2 separate regions of the Mus musculus genome follow, and region 2 is linked to region 1. Evidence: chromatin contacts called from public promoter capture Hi-C data. All regions are on one chromosome and are shown on one strand. The core of a region is the stretch at or near the end of the contact, and the rest is flanking DNA. Distances in the headings are between cores, read along the strand shown.

Region 1 (6,731 bases), core at 3,423-5,922:
AGAGGTCCTGAGTTCAATTCCCAGCAACCACATGGTGGCTCACAACCATCTGTAATGGGATCTGATGCTCTCTTCTGGTGTGTCTGAAGACAGTTATAGTGTACTTATATACATAAAATAAATAAACCTTAAAAAAAAATAAAAGCAAAGACAGGTGGATCTCTAAGTTTAATGGCAGCCTGGTCTACATAATGAGTTCCAGGACAGTCAGGGCCATGGAAAGAAACCTTGTAACCTTGTCTCAAAAGACAAACCAAAACTAAAAAGCCGGAAAAAAAACAAACAAAAAAACAAAACAAAACAAAACAAAAAACAAACAAACAAACCTCCAAAAAAACCAAACCAAACCAAACAAAACAAAACAACACTAGAGTTCACATGAAAACTTTAAACTCTTTGGATCATATCTAAACTTAGAGATGAAGCCAGGCCCAGAGGACAGCCCTGTCATTCAGATAGCTGAGCCTGGTTCTAAGACTAGCCTGGGCAGCATGGCAAGTCCCCATGTGTATTATTTCACCTCTCTGTTGCTGTGATAAAACACCACCCAAAAACAACTCAGGGGAGAAAAGGGTTTATTTCAGCTTGTACTTAATAGTCCAAAATTAAGGCAGGCCAGGGTGAGCCCTCAAGGGAAGAACTTGGAGACAGATACTAAGGTAGAGACCATGGAGAAATGCTGCTTACTGGCTTGTTCCCCATGGCTTGCTGAGTTTGCTTTCTTATAGAACCTAGGACTACCTACTCAGAGCTGAACTACCCACAGTGGGCTGGGGCCTCCCCTATCAATCATTAATCGGGAAAATACTCCATGGACATACCTCCAGGCCAATCTGATGGAGGAAGTCATCCTATGAGGGTCCCTCTTCCCAGGTGTCTCCAGTTATGTAAAGTTGACAAGAACTAACCAGGACACTATTTCTAATAAATGAAACAGCTAACTGTATTGGCACAGAAACAATTATCCAAAATAAGTACAAGTAGATAGGAATAAGCCAAAGCAAATATATTTAACAAGGTAAGAAAGGATAGAGAGATGACTTTTAATACCACATGTTAAAGTATTTCTATGCTCAGAATCCATATGAAAGTCACATGGCCTTTGTGGCCTGCCTTTCACCCCAGTTTCCATGAGACAGTGATCCCTAGGACAAGCTGGCTAGCCAGAGTAGCTACAACAGCAAGCTCCAGATTCAGAAAGTGACTCTGCCCCAGGATATAAGGTGGAGACTGAGTGAGAAGGTCTTGTGATGTCATTCTTAGACTTCCATCTGCATACATACACGTCTGTATACATATGCACGCGCGCGCACACACACACACACACTACACACACATACTTACTCATACATAAAAACACAGCCTCAAAAACAGTAAATGACTTAGGATTTACTATTGTTTTGTTAAGAAAACTAGAAATTTGGATTATCTATGATATGTCAAGTCTGTGGGCATGCACACACATGAGTTCACAGATCTACCAGATGAGTTTAGCCTTGTTTATTTGTTTATTGTTTAACCATGTTATTTATTATGTTAAGGTATTTTCAGAGGACTGTTAGAATAAAATGTGAGGCATAAAGTCATAGAGATAACTGAAATAAACAGATTTTTGATTATACAGAGAAGTTCTAGGATGATGTATGTGGCAAACAAGAGATGACAAAACAGTCACACATTGATCATTGAAAATGTCTATTGAAAGAGCAAACAAAATGTGCATTGAATTGAAATAAATAAGTATCAAGTAGGTTTTAAAAATATTTGCAATGTATGAAAGATATAAAAACTAAGAAAATAATAAAGATTCCATAGCAGGAGTGGGGATGAGGAAGGGGCTTGAGGGGAGGAAATTAGCAGAGGATTTGATTACTTCCTTTTTATATACTATAAAAGCAAAAATGTAAAACCAAACAAAAGAAATAAATATTCTAGTAGAGTGATCAGAGAATTCACAAAACAAGCAAGTATGATCAATGAGTTTACACACGATCTACACATTTGCACTAAAAACATGAACAAGAATAAGATGATCATAGCAACATTTTAAGTAATAGCCCAAACCAAGAAGATATGAGAGATGAGTGAGGGAATGCCATATCCCTGCACGTCTTTGTCGATGAGCTCAACCTGAACTCCAGGAGGATTTCTGGTAGCTAGACAAAAGTTAACATTCCTCAGGAACTTGGGAAGCTGGTTCCCCTCTACCAAAAGGAGCCATGTCCTTTTCCTCTGGCAGAAGGGGCCTATGCAGCTGTGGTGCCTATCAGCATATCACCTGGCCTCCTCCATGCTCCCTCAATAGCACAAGCACCCATTACACATTTTGGAGCCTGTACTAGCATGCCCTTCTTACGTCTAGCTCACAGTCTTCCTCCTTGTGGCTACTCATTTTCCTTATAACGATGATGATTTTGCTATAATTTCTTTATACTCCACTCCTGCTTTAAAAAAAATGAATGAATGAATGATGCCTATCCACCAGGTTAAGGGTTAAGAATTGAACTGTCATTTATATCTGCTTAGAGAGAGAAAATCCATTTTCTCCCATGGAATAACATTGGGTGTATCAACTACTCCAAGGCAGGCCTTATGCTCAGGAATAGTAGACCCAACATATATTGGCCTCCACAGTTTTTTGTGTGTTTTTATTTGGTTACAGTTTGTTGGGTTTCGTTTTGCTTCTTTGGGGGAGTTTTGTCATTGTATTGGACTTTTGTTTGTTGAGAAAGAACATAAAGTTTAGTAGGTACTTAGGGGAAGGATCTGGAAGGACTTGGGAAAGGGGAAGAATAAGATCAAAATATACTTAGAATTGCTTTAAATGATTAAACATAAAAATATACATAAGTTTCTAAACACTTAGCTTATCAGCTAGCTCACTCACAGATGCTACAACTATATGTGCTGTTTTGTGGGATCTAGAACTACCATGGGCATAAACTGAAGGCTGTCTTTCCTGCTAGGTGTAGCATTTGTCATTTGATGATAACCAATGTTGCTTATCAAAGACCTTTCTGATGGATGAAAACATAAATTTCATTTACTGGTTTGTGATGATATATGTTTTAAATAAATACTGGAAAGGAAAAATGGCACTTTCTGAGAAAAACTGGTTAAAGAATAAGAACTGCAATAGCATCTGTTAGCAAAAGTCTGAAGATATTCGAGATGAAAAGAACAGAACCTGGAAGAATCTTTCTCCAAAGGTCATGTACTATATAATCCCATTTGTGTAGCACTCTGTCAGAAAGTATGTGTGGTCATAAAAGGACGCAGGAAGGACCAGTAGATAAAAGCACTGACCAGACACCACGCTCAATGGGTTCAGTCCCAAGGACCCAGAGTACAAGGAGAGAATGAACTCCCAATGCAGTTTTTAAAAGTAAAACAGTAGGCGGCACATCCTAGCTGTGTCTGTACTGCGTTAACACTAGTACGGCATGTGTCAGATGCGGCTATATTTTTGGAATATTTTGGAATATTATTCACTGGGGTGAATAGGGCAAGGGGCACAAGAATTTCTCTGTATTTTTTTCTTATATCTAAATTTGGGTCCATGATTTCCTTAAATATAAAGTTTAAATTATAAACACTGGCTCTGTTGTAACTTTGAGGGTTGCCACTATATAAAATTTAACTTCTAGCCAGGTACACTAAGAATCTTTGGGAATTTTCTTATGGTATTAGAGGTTTTTTATTTCCTGCCTGTCACATTCCTCCCCTGCTGCTACAGAAGATCAGCATGACTATATGTGGGCTCAAACTCCCTGCCTTGTGATAGCACGCCTAGGCTGGGCTCATCTCTGCTGTGTTTGGTATGGCCAAATCACCTCTTGGGGGCTGGAGAGATGGCTCAGTGATCAGAAGCACCTTGTGCCTCTCCGGAGGACCTGGGTTCAATTCCAAGCACCTACAAGGTGGCTCACAACTATCTGCAACTTCAGATTCAGGGAATCTGATACCCTCTTCTGACCTCCACAGGCATGAGGCACACAAGTGATACACAGATATACATGCAGGGAAAAGGCTCATTTATATCAAATAAAATAAATCTTTAAAAACTAATTATCCTCCCATTCCTATAGGTACCCCCAACTTCTTAGACCTAGCATCAATTCCACTGACTTTTAGTTCTGAAGTGATTAACTGCGTATTACAAATAACATTTGTCTTGTCTTCTTGAGACACTCAGAAGACACACCCCCAACAACTGTAGGTCTCTGCTTCTGTTTGTCCATTTGTAACAAGGGTTTGCAAACTTTCTCTGTAAAGGGTCAGAAAGTAAATACACATTGAGGGGTACACAACCCTGTCACAACTACAACTTGAAAGCAGGCATAGATGTTATGGAAACAAGTGGGCTTGGCTGCATTCCAGCGGAATTATATTTACAAAACCAAGAGGCAAGTCATGGTTAGCCGCCTCCTGCTTTATATAATCAGCCTTGGCTTCTATAGTCAAGGACGCGCAGTGACTTGAAATGGGGAAACACCTATCTAAACTGGGCTGTTGAAAGCATTGCCAAACAGCCACCTAGCACACATTTGAATTCAGAACCTCATGGGGACTGTGGGGAATGATTTTCTGGGGGAACCTACTGAGGTCTCCATGGCACGGACAGTCTACTCAGAGCCAAGTGCTGAGTCTCGGGAGAGGTCAGAGGGCAAGGGAAGATGTTGATCATGAATTTTCACGATCTGTTGTGCCATGTGGCAAGCACAGTTGCCAACAATGTATTATATCTAATTTTCTAAAATATAAACATTCTCTCTATAGAAAATAATAAATTGATGAAATGACAGACATGCTAATTAACTTATTTAATTCACACTGTTCTCTATAAGCATACAGAAGAGAATTAAAATAAATGTCAAACGTTTCAAAAAAACAAAACTCCTGTAACACATGAAGAATCCACTAGGCCTAAAATCATAATCTTTTCACCTCTTAGGACTGCCTTCCTTTTCACCTCTTAGGACTGCCTACCTTATCACCTCTTAGGACTGCCTTCCTTTTCACCTCTTAGGACTGCCTTCCTTTTCACCTCTTAGGACTGCCTTCCTTTTCACCTCTTAGGACTGCCTTCCTTTTCACCTCTTAGGACTGCCTTCCTTTTCACCTCTTAGGACTGCCTTCCTTTTCACCTCTTAGGACTGCCTTCCTTTTCACCTCTTAGGACTGCCTTCCTGTGGGTAACAATTATTTCTTCCTAAAGGAAAGAGTAAACACAGATCAACATCTTTATGTCTTTAAGAAGTTCTGAATGTAAGTCTACAGAGAGAAAATGGCCTCAGGCAGACATTAGGCAACATTTGTTCAGCAATGGCTTAATTCCGAGGAGTACCCTTGAATGACCTAAGATCCTCAATTGCCTAACACTGCCATAAATAAGTTTCATCATGACAAGTTTATACTTAGTGTGCAGGATGACTGCGGTTCTGAATGTTAGAACTAGCACTGCTCTGCCTGTGTCCGAAGTCACACTGACTGCGTACTCGCTTCCTAACTTATTACTGACATTTCCATAACTGTCCACTTGGACTTGGGAAACCTAGACCTCAGTAAATAGGAAAAGCTTATCTTAGAGAACTTATGTTTGACATTACAGATTCAAATGAGCCTGAAGCAAAAAGACTGTGAAGCCAGAGGAGCCTCAAAATAAAAAGAAATTTCAACTTCCAATTGTTTTCCTATTAATAGTTGAATAGACTAAAGATTTTAAATTTTTAATTAGATTTATTCATTTTCTGCCTGTTTTTCCTGCCTGCATGTCTATATAGCACATGCATACTTGATTCCTGCACAGGTCAGAAGACACTGAATTCTTTGGAACTGGAATTATCAGTAGGTGCTAGGCATGGAACCTGGGCCTTCTGTAAAAACACCCAAGTACTCTTAAGCAGCAAGCCATGTCTGTTTAGTTGTGTGTCTGCTTTCATTTGGACACTGTCATTTTCAAACATCACACTGAGCGGATGAGCAGCACGGGTGGGCAGGAATCTCAGGCTTCACTCCAGTAGCACTGCTAAGGTTTTATAAAACAAATAATCGTATTTTTGTGCATATGCTTCTGTCTGCATGTATGCTGTGCCCATGGAGGCCAGAAGAAGGCATCAGATCCCATGGGTTAAAGGTGGCCATGGGCCACCTGACGTGGGTGCTGAGACCTGTATGTTCTTCACCCCTGTGCTGTCTGCCCTGCCCCATATGCTGTCTGTCCTGCCCCGTGTGCTGTCTGTCCTGGCCCGTGTGCTGTTTTTGTTTGTTGTTGCCACTGCTTTGAAAAATACCAAAAGAGGAACAAAAGGAAATAAGATTTATTTAGATTCAAAATGCATGGTTGGCTCTTTCTTCTTCCTTAACTTTCTTGCCCGGGTGCTGCCTCCACCACCAGAAAGATGCCCACATTCTACTACAAACGTAAACAGCAAGGTTGGCAGAATAGACCCGGGCCATCCAGCTCTAACACCACATTATACCTGGGATCACACATCTACACACATATCTCTTCCTAGTTACATCAATTTATTTTAATTTTTCATGTGGAATGGTAAAGGAAAACAAACATATTCTTACAATCCTCTACAAAACGTCACAAATATTATATCTCTATTTCTAGGCAATAAAGTCCTCTCTTTCAAAACTTAGCCTACTATTTACAAGCATTTCAAAGGCACCTGCCTTTATGCTGCCACACATTAATACCACCATATCAGAACAGTGGCCTT
Region 2 (6,465 bases), core at 931-3,430, 1.2 Mb before region 1:
GAAGTTGCAGTGCTTTCCTTTTGGACACTTTTGCATTTCGAATAAACCACAAATTGCAACCTTCCACCGGGTCACTGGACAGAATTCACACTGGAGCTGTCGTCCTGCGTACCATCTTCCATTAAAGAGAGAGAGGGCTGCTTGGCATTCTTCTTCCGACTGGTACTGAACATACACATTGCCCCGCAGATGAGGTTCCAGGTTGCAGCTTACTTTGAACTGAATCACCTTTCCCACGTTCTTGAACTCCGGCAGCACGTCATGGTAGAAATCCAAGAACTGCTGGTAGGTCTCCTCCTCACTGTACTCCAGGTTTGCGTCTGAGTCATAGTCATCCCTTCTGCACTGCTCCATTCCAAACGTTGTAAACATACTCTTCACAAGAAGGGTGGGACTTGACGTGGGAAAGTCGTGTTTCCGTGAACATCTGTTACCAAATCTGCACGCTCCCGTTTTATTGTAGAAGGGACAACTGGGTCGATATTTCTCCAGCCTTAAATCCTTGGGTGGTTCCGGGTTCTGCCAAATGCGCTCATTTTCAGCCTGGTCCAGCATTTTCTGCACCGCTTCCTCCCTCTCTCTCTTCTCCTGTAGCTTCTGCTCCTCCTCCTCTCTCTGTTTTTTCTGTTGTTCTTCCCACTCGGCCTTTATTTGTCTCTCCTGTTCTTCCTTCTGTTTTCTAGCGGCCTCTTCCTTTTTCTTCTTTATTCTGAATTCTTCTTGCGCCTTCTCCTCCCTCAGCAGCCACTCTTCATGTAATCTTTGCCGCTCTATCTCCAGTAATCGCTCTGCAAGTTCTTCGTTAGCAGAAACATCATCGTCCTCCTCTGGTGGGGCTTCCAGAGCTCTCAGCCGAGCCATTTTCTGCCGACGTTTCTTGCGTTTCTCCTTCTTCATTGCCGCCTTGTATTGTTTTCGGCTGAGTTTCTCAGGAATCGCGGTCTGCCGTGATGCCATTTTACCGCAGAGCGGGGGGGGGGGGGGGGGGGGGGGGGGGGGGGGGGGGGGCTCTTCCCGGATCTCGCGATAATCTCTTTTTCTCACGCTGTGGATTGAAAATGTCGCCCGCTGCTAAGTTGTTCTGCTGTTTAATGTTCGTTACCTTCCTGGACAGCAACTTCAGGGTGGCACCATTCAGCCCAGTTGACTTTCCTTTCCACCAGCCTAGAAAGCTTGAACCAGCTGAGTCACCGGCGTGTTTGCGCAATGCAGCAACCAGTAGTTGAATGTGCGCATGCGCAGTCGAAGGCCAGTGTTTGCGTTGGAATGTGGGCTGTACCGCCTACCTGCGCAGTCACTCGGTTATCCGCAGTACGTAGGCCTGCCTGCGCAGTTATCCGGTTATCCGTGGTACTGCCAGCCTGCGCAATTACCCGGTTATCCAGTTACCCGTGATAAAGCCTATCCGTGCAGTTACCCGGTTGTCCGGTTATCCGTGGCACAGCCTGCCTGCGCAGTGACCCGATTATCCAGTTATCCCACGCAGTTACCCACTTATCCGTGGTAGGCCTGCGCAGTTACCCAGTTTTCGGAGGTACGGATGGTCTGCGCAGTTACCCGATTATCCAGTTATCCGCAGTACGGCCTGCCTGGGCAGTCACCCGGTTATCCGTTTATCCGCAGTACATAGGCCTGCCCATGCAGTTACCCGGCCGGGCCGGTATGGCCGGCTTGCGCAGTTATCCGTCTATCCAGTTATCCGTGGTATGGCCTGCCTGCGCAGTTACCCAATTATCTGTGGGGCGGCCGCAGTTACCAATTATCCGCGATTATCCGTGGTACAGCCAGCCTGCGCAGTTACCTGGCTATCCGCAGTACGGCCTGCCTGCGCAGTTACCCAGGTATCCGTGGTTATCTGTGGTACGGCCAGCCTATGCAGTTACTGGTTATGCATGGCACAGCTGGCCTGTGCAGTTACCCGGTTATCCGCTTTAAGGCCAGCCTCCGTGGCATGGCCGGCCTGCGCAGTTACCTGGTTATCCGTAGTATGATCAGCCTACGTAGTTACCCGGTTATCCATGGTACAGCTGGAACAGTGGTTATCTGCCTTACCGACCGGCCTGCGCAGTTGCGGGTGGTTATCTGCAGTACGGTCCGCCTGCGCAGTCATCCAGGTATCTGCAGTTATCCGCAGTATGTCTGATCTGCGCAGTTACCCTGTAATCTGCAGTTACGTCTTTACTCCGGGAAAGGCAGGCCTGCGCAGTACGATTTACTGCTTTTTTTGTCTCCGCCCCCTGCAGTGGGAGTGCTCCTGCAGTAAGAATGCTCAGCCCTGAGCCGGGGCAGGCTTGTCTCACTGCAGGGCACCCCTCCATGCCGGTGCTGGCAGCTCACCTTCCCGGGCTTGTTTATGTGGGTGCTGGGAATAGAAATTAAGTTCTTATATTTGTTTGTCAAGGGCTTTACCAGGTAAACCGTTTTTCTGGCTTCAGCTCCTCACTCTTGTGGAAAGTAAGGGGTTTTGGTTTTGTTGTTGTTTTGTTTTTTAAATATTGAATGTGGGCCTGGTGTGGTGTCGCACGCCTTTAATCCCAGCACTCGGGAGGCAAAGGCAGGCGGATTTCTGAGTTCGAGGCCAGCCTGGTCTACAGTGTGAGTTCCAGGACAGCCAGGGCTACACAGAGAAACCCTGTCTCGAAAAACCAAGGGAATAAAAAATTGAATGTGTTTTGTTTTTTGCAAACACATTCCTTTCATTTGTTCTGTAATGTAGTTTTGTGGGGTATTCACCAGAGAAGACTGCTCAGACAAGTGTTTAAGCCAAGAAAAAAATCTTTTATTTTTGTTTGTTTGTTTGTTTGTTTTTTCAGAGACAAGGGTTTTACTGTGTAGCTGTGGCTGTCCTGGAACTTGCTCTGTAGACTAGACTGGCCTTGCATCATGCTATGTTTAGGTATGATCCCCATAGGCTCTTATGCTTGCACAAGCCTATAGGGGCCAGGGAGTAGAATGTGATGGTTTGTATAGGGAGTGGCACTGTTAGAAGCTGTGGCCTTGCTGGAGTAAGTGTGTCATTGGCTTTAAGACCCACATCCTAGATGCCTGGAAGCTAGTCTTCTAGCAGCTTTCAGATGAAGATGTCAGACTCTCAGCTCTTCCTGCACCATGCCTGTGTGCTACCGTGTTCCTGCCTTGATGGTAATGGACTGAACCTCTGAATCTGTAAGCCAGCCCTAGTTAAATGTTGTCCTTTATAAGACTTGCCTTGGTCATGGTGTCTATTCACAGCAGTAAAACCCTAACTAAGAAGAAAGCTCTGCCTGCCTCTGTGTCACAAGAAAGAAGGTAGATACCTGTGTATAGCAAAAGTTATATTTTATGCTGAGGGTCATCATACAAGGTTCACACTTTAAATTTCTAAATATGGTCCTAAGTCTTTATCCCCAAGGTGCTCACCTGTGTGATGTATCTTAGCTGGAGGTCAGGTCCAGTCTTACAGAAGTCTCTGATTTGAGGGTCAGGATCCTGGGGAGACTGTCCAGCCACAGGGTTCATCTAGGAGGTATCACTCCAGATATGCAGAGCAGTCCGCATCATGGGGTTTATACCTGTATCAGGTTCTCTTGAGTGTGTGAAGTTGCTGGGTTCTGGGTATCAGACACAGTGTTGGCTGTAGTGGAGGTCCTGACTAAGCTATTTTTACATGTGTAAAGACTTTTAAAAAAATACTATACTGATTACACTGCTTCCTGAGTGCCGGGATTAAAGGGCTACAATGCTGTCACTCAGCTAGAAAATCTTTATTAGGCTGCTGGTACTACACTGTGTGTTTGGGACTGCAGTGCAACACTGAGCCTTTCTCAGGGTGACCTTTTAAGCACCAAAACCATATCCTAGGTTGACATATTTCAGTTAACAAGAACATCTAGCCAGAAGCAGAACTAGTCAGAAGCAAGGTCAGTTCATTTAGAATCTTTCCCATAGCTTATGGGCTTTAACTGATTAAATCTTTGTTTTAATTTTTGGCAGGTGGTGCTGTCTGTGTGCTGAGTTTTATGGCCTGAATGGCACTTCCATCATGGAGTCAGTTGTGTTAAGGTCTGGGTCCCTCTTATAGAGAAAGATTTTACTCTTACAATATGGTTTGGATAATGTAATTAAACATTAGTAAAAATAGATTTAAAGAGTACCCCCCCACACACAAGAAAATTAAACAAATCCAGGCAGTGGTGGTGAACACCTTTAATCCCAGCACTCAGGAGGCAGAGGTAGGCAGATCTCTGAGTTTGAGGCCAGTATGGTCTGTAAAAGTGTCCGAACAGCCAGGCTATACAGAGAAACTGTGTCTCTAAAAACAAACAAACAAACAAACAAAAAAAAACCTGTGAGTTAATTACTTGGGATACAGTCTCAGTCTTTAATATAGATTGGCCTGGGACTCCACGGGTAGCCCAGGTAGGATGTGAACTTGCAGCAACTATCTTGCACGAGTCTCTTGGCATGACACAGTCCTGAGGTAAAATATGGGCGTACGTTTAGGTTTTAGCTGTAATTTTATTTTTCTACTGTAGGCGGCAGTAGAATATTGGTTTGCTAATAGCTGCAGGACTGCATAAAGATGTCTAAATGTTTCCTTATTCTGGAATGTTCGAGGCAGAAAATACTTTTGCTGGCTATTCAACAGTAATAATTTTGTGTATAAAAACATCTAAACATTTGGCTTGGCATTTTGAAATTAAAATTATTTTTAATAAAAAATTTGTTTCAATGGGTCTGGCGAGATGTCTTAGTGGTTAGGAGCTCTTTTTGCAGGCTGGCAGTGGCGGCACAAGCTTTACAAATGCATGGATGACAAGTACATGTCACATACAGATGGATAAATTAATATAGTAGAATTTTTAATTATAAAATTAAAAAGAGTGGGAGCCAGACGGTGGTGGTGCACGCCTTTAATCCCAGCACTTGAGAGGCAGAGGCAGGCGGATCTCTGAGTTCAAAGCCAGCCTGGTCTACAAAAACAGAAAAACAGAAAGGAAAAGAAAAGTGCTTGTTGCTCTTCTAGAAGAGCCAGGGTTGATTCCCAGCACACAAATGGTGACTCACAACCCAGTGTTACTGCAGTTTTAGGGGATCAGAGGTCTTTCTGGTCTCCAATTGAGGCAAAACATTCATACACATGAAATAAACAAATTTAAAAATTAGAAAAAGAAATTGTTTCAACTAATTCTTTCATTAAAAAAACAAAACAAAACAAATTCCACAGAATTTTGCATAGCCAGGCACAGTGCTTGTACACGGCTGCAGTCCTAGAACTGGGGAGGAAGGAGGAGGAGGATTGGAAGATGAAAGTCATCCTAGACTGCAGCCTGGGCTTGCTTATTTATACGACTGCCTGCCTATCTATCTATCTACCTACCTATCTATTGATCTATCTATCTATGTTTTTTTGAGACAGGGTTTCTATGTAAAATCCCCCCCCCCCCACACACACACCCACACCCCTCTTTCTCTCAGGTTTTTGTTTCTCTGTGCAGCCCTGGCTGACCTGGAACTCATAGTGATCCTCCTGCCTCTGCCTCCCAAGTGTTGTACTCAAAGGTGTGTGCCACCATGGCCTAGCTTTAAAAAGTCATTTTTATTACTATGTGTGTATGAGTACTTTGCCTGCATGTATGTCTGTGTACCGTATTCATGCCTGGTACCCACAGAGAGCTTCAGTTCCCTTGGATCTAGATGGTTGTGAGGCATCATGTGGGTGCTGGGATCTGAACCTGGTTCTTTGTAAGAGCAGCCACGTTCTTACACGCTGAACCATCTTCTCTAGCCCTACACTATTTCTTAACAGAGAACCTGCCATTACCATTTACGACTTTAAATTTACCTTTCTTTATCCAGAGCATATTTTGCATTTTAGAAAACAAATTATTATTAGTTTATATGAAATATAGCCATGTATTCAAGTCAACATCATTGTATACCTCTGGACTTTGTGAACATCAGTGAGACAGACTATTTCCTTGCCCCTTGTACCTGTATATTCAAGGAGTGGCTACATATGGGAGCATCCTGACAGTGAATATGAATACGCACATAAAGATGAAAGCAAAAATATAAATTAGCCTTTTTACAACTTTCTTTGCCTCCTGTAGAAGAATTTTAATCCAGCAACATGGCTGCTCTGGGAAGGGATAACATCCAAAGACCTAGTTCTGTGTGCTCTGGCTAGAATGCAGATGCACTCCACACCTTCAATCCCAAACAATGCACATAAGATTAGTGTGCAGAGGAAGCAGCACTAGTGTTTGAAAGTGATGTCTAATTGAGAGGCAAAGTGGTGAATCAGAGAAAGATTTGACGGAATGAGTCAGAGATAGGATATTCCCAACTCCTGTGAGAACGCACGGGAAATAGAAGCTATTTAAGAGCAGTGCAGGGAGAGGAGTCCGTCAGGGGTCAGTGCAGTGAGTGCAGCACAGTGGACTTGAGTTTGTTCCTGAGTTCATGCAGTCAGTGTAGGTCAGC

What was found. Promoter capture Hi-C pulls out the DNA fragments that hold promoters and counts their contacts.
Region 2: a promoter capture Hi-C map of 3T3-L1-derived adipocytes shows a contact between it and region 1, with 9 times the contacts expected there. The contact joins the promoter of Zrsr1 here to the enhancer-like site in region 1. A contact is called at or near these places in 6 of 39 promoter capture datasets (the 3T3-L1 cell line, 3T3-L1-derived adipocytes, the HPC-7 cell line and 2 more) and 1 of 115 datasets of contacts at active chromatin or transcription factors (astrocytes).

The regions. Positions count from the first base shown.
Region 1 is chr11:21,727,887-21,734,617 of GRCm38.p6, reverse strand. The region is part of intron 12 of Wdpcp (WD repeat containing planar cell polarity effector); the gene reads right to left. Among named protein-coding and RNA genes, the nearest start is that of Wdpcp, 160 kb to the right of the region's middle. Within about 2 kb of position 4,672, at least 8 of the 459 cell types and tissues checked have an H3K27ac peak or open chromatin away from gene starts, as enhancers often do. A contact at or near this core is called in 3T3-L1-derived adipocytes, where this site is marked.
Region 2 is chr11:22,967,720-22,974,184 of GRCm38.p6, reverse strand. It overlaps Zrsr1 (zinc finger (CCCH type), RNA binding motif and serine/arginine rich 1), which reads right to left and starts at 2,180. Exons shown (of 1, transcript NM_011663.3): 1 at 1-2,180. The coding sequence starts at 957. The region is part of intron 1 of Commd1 (COMM domain containing 1); the gene reads left to right.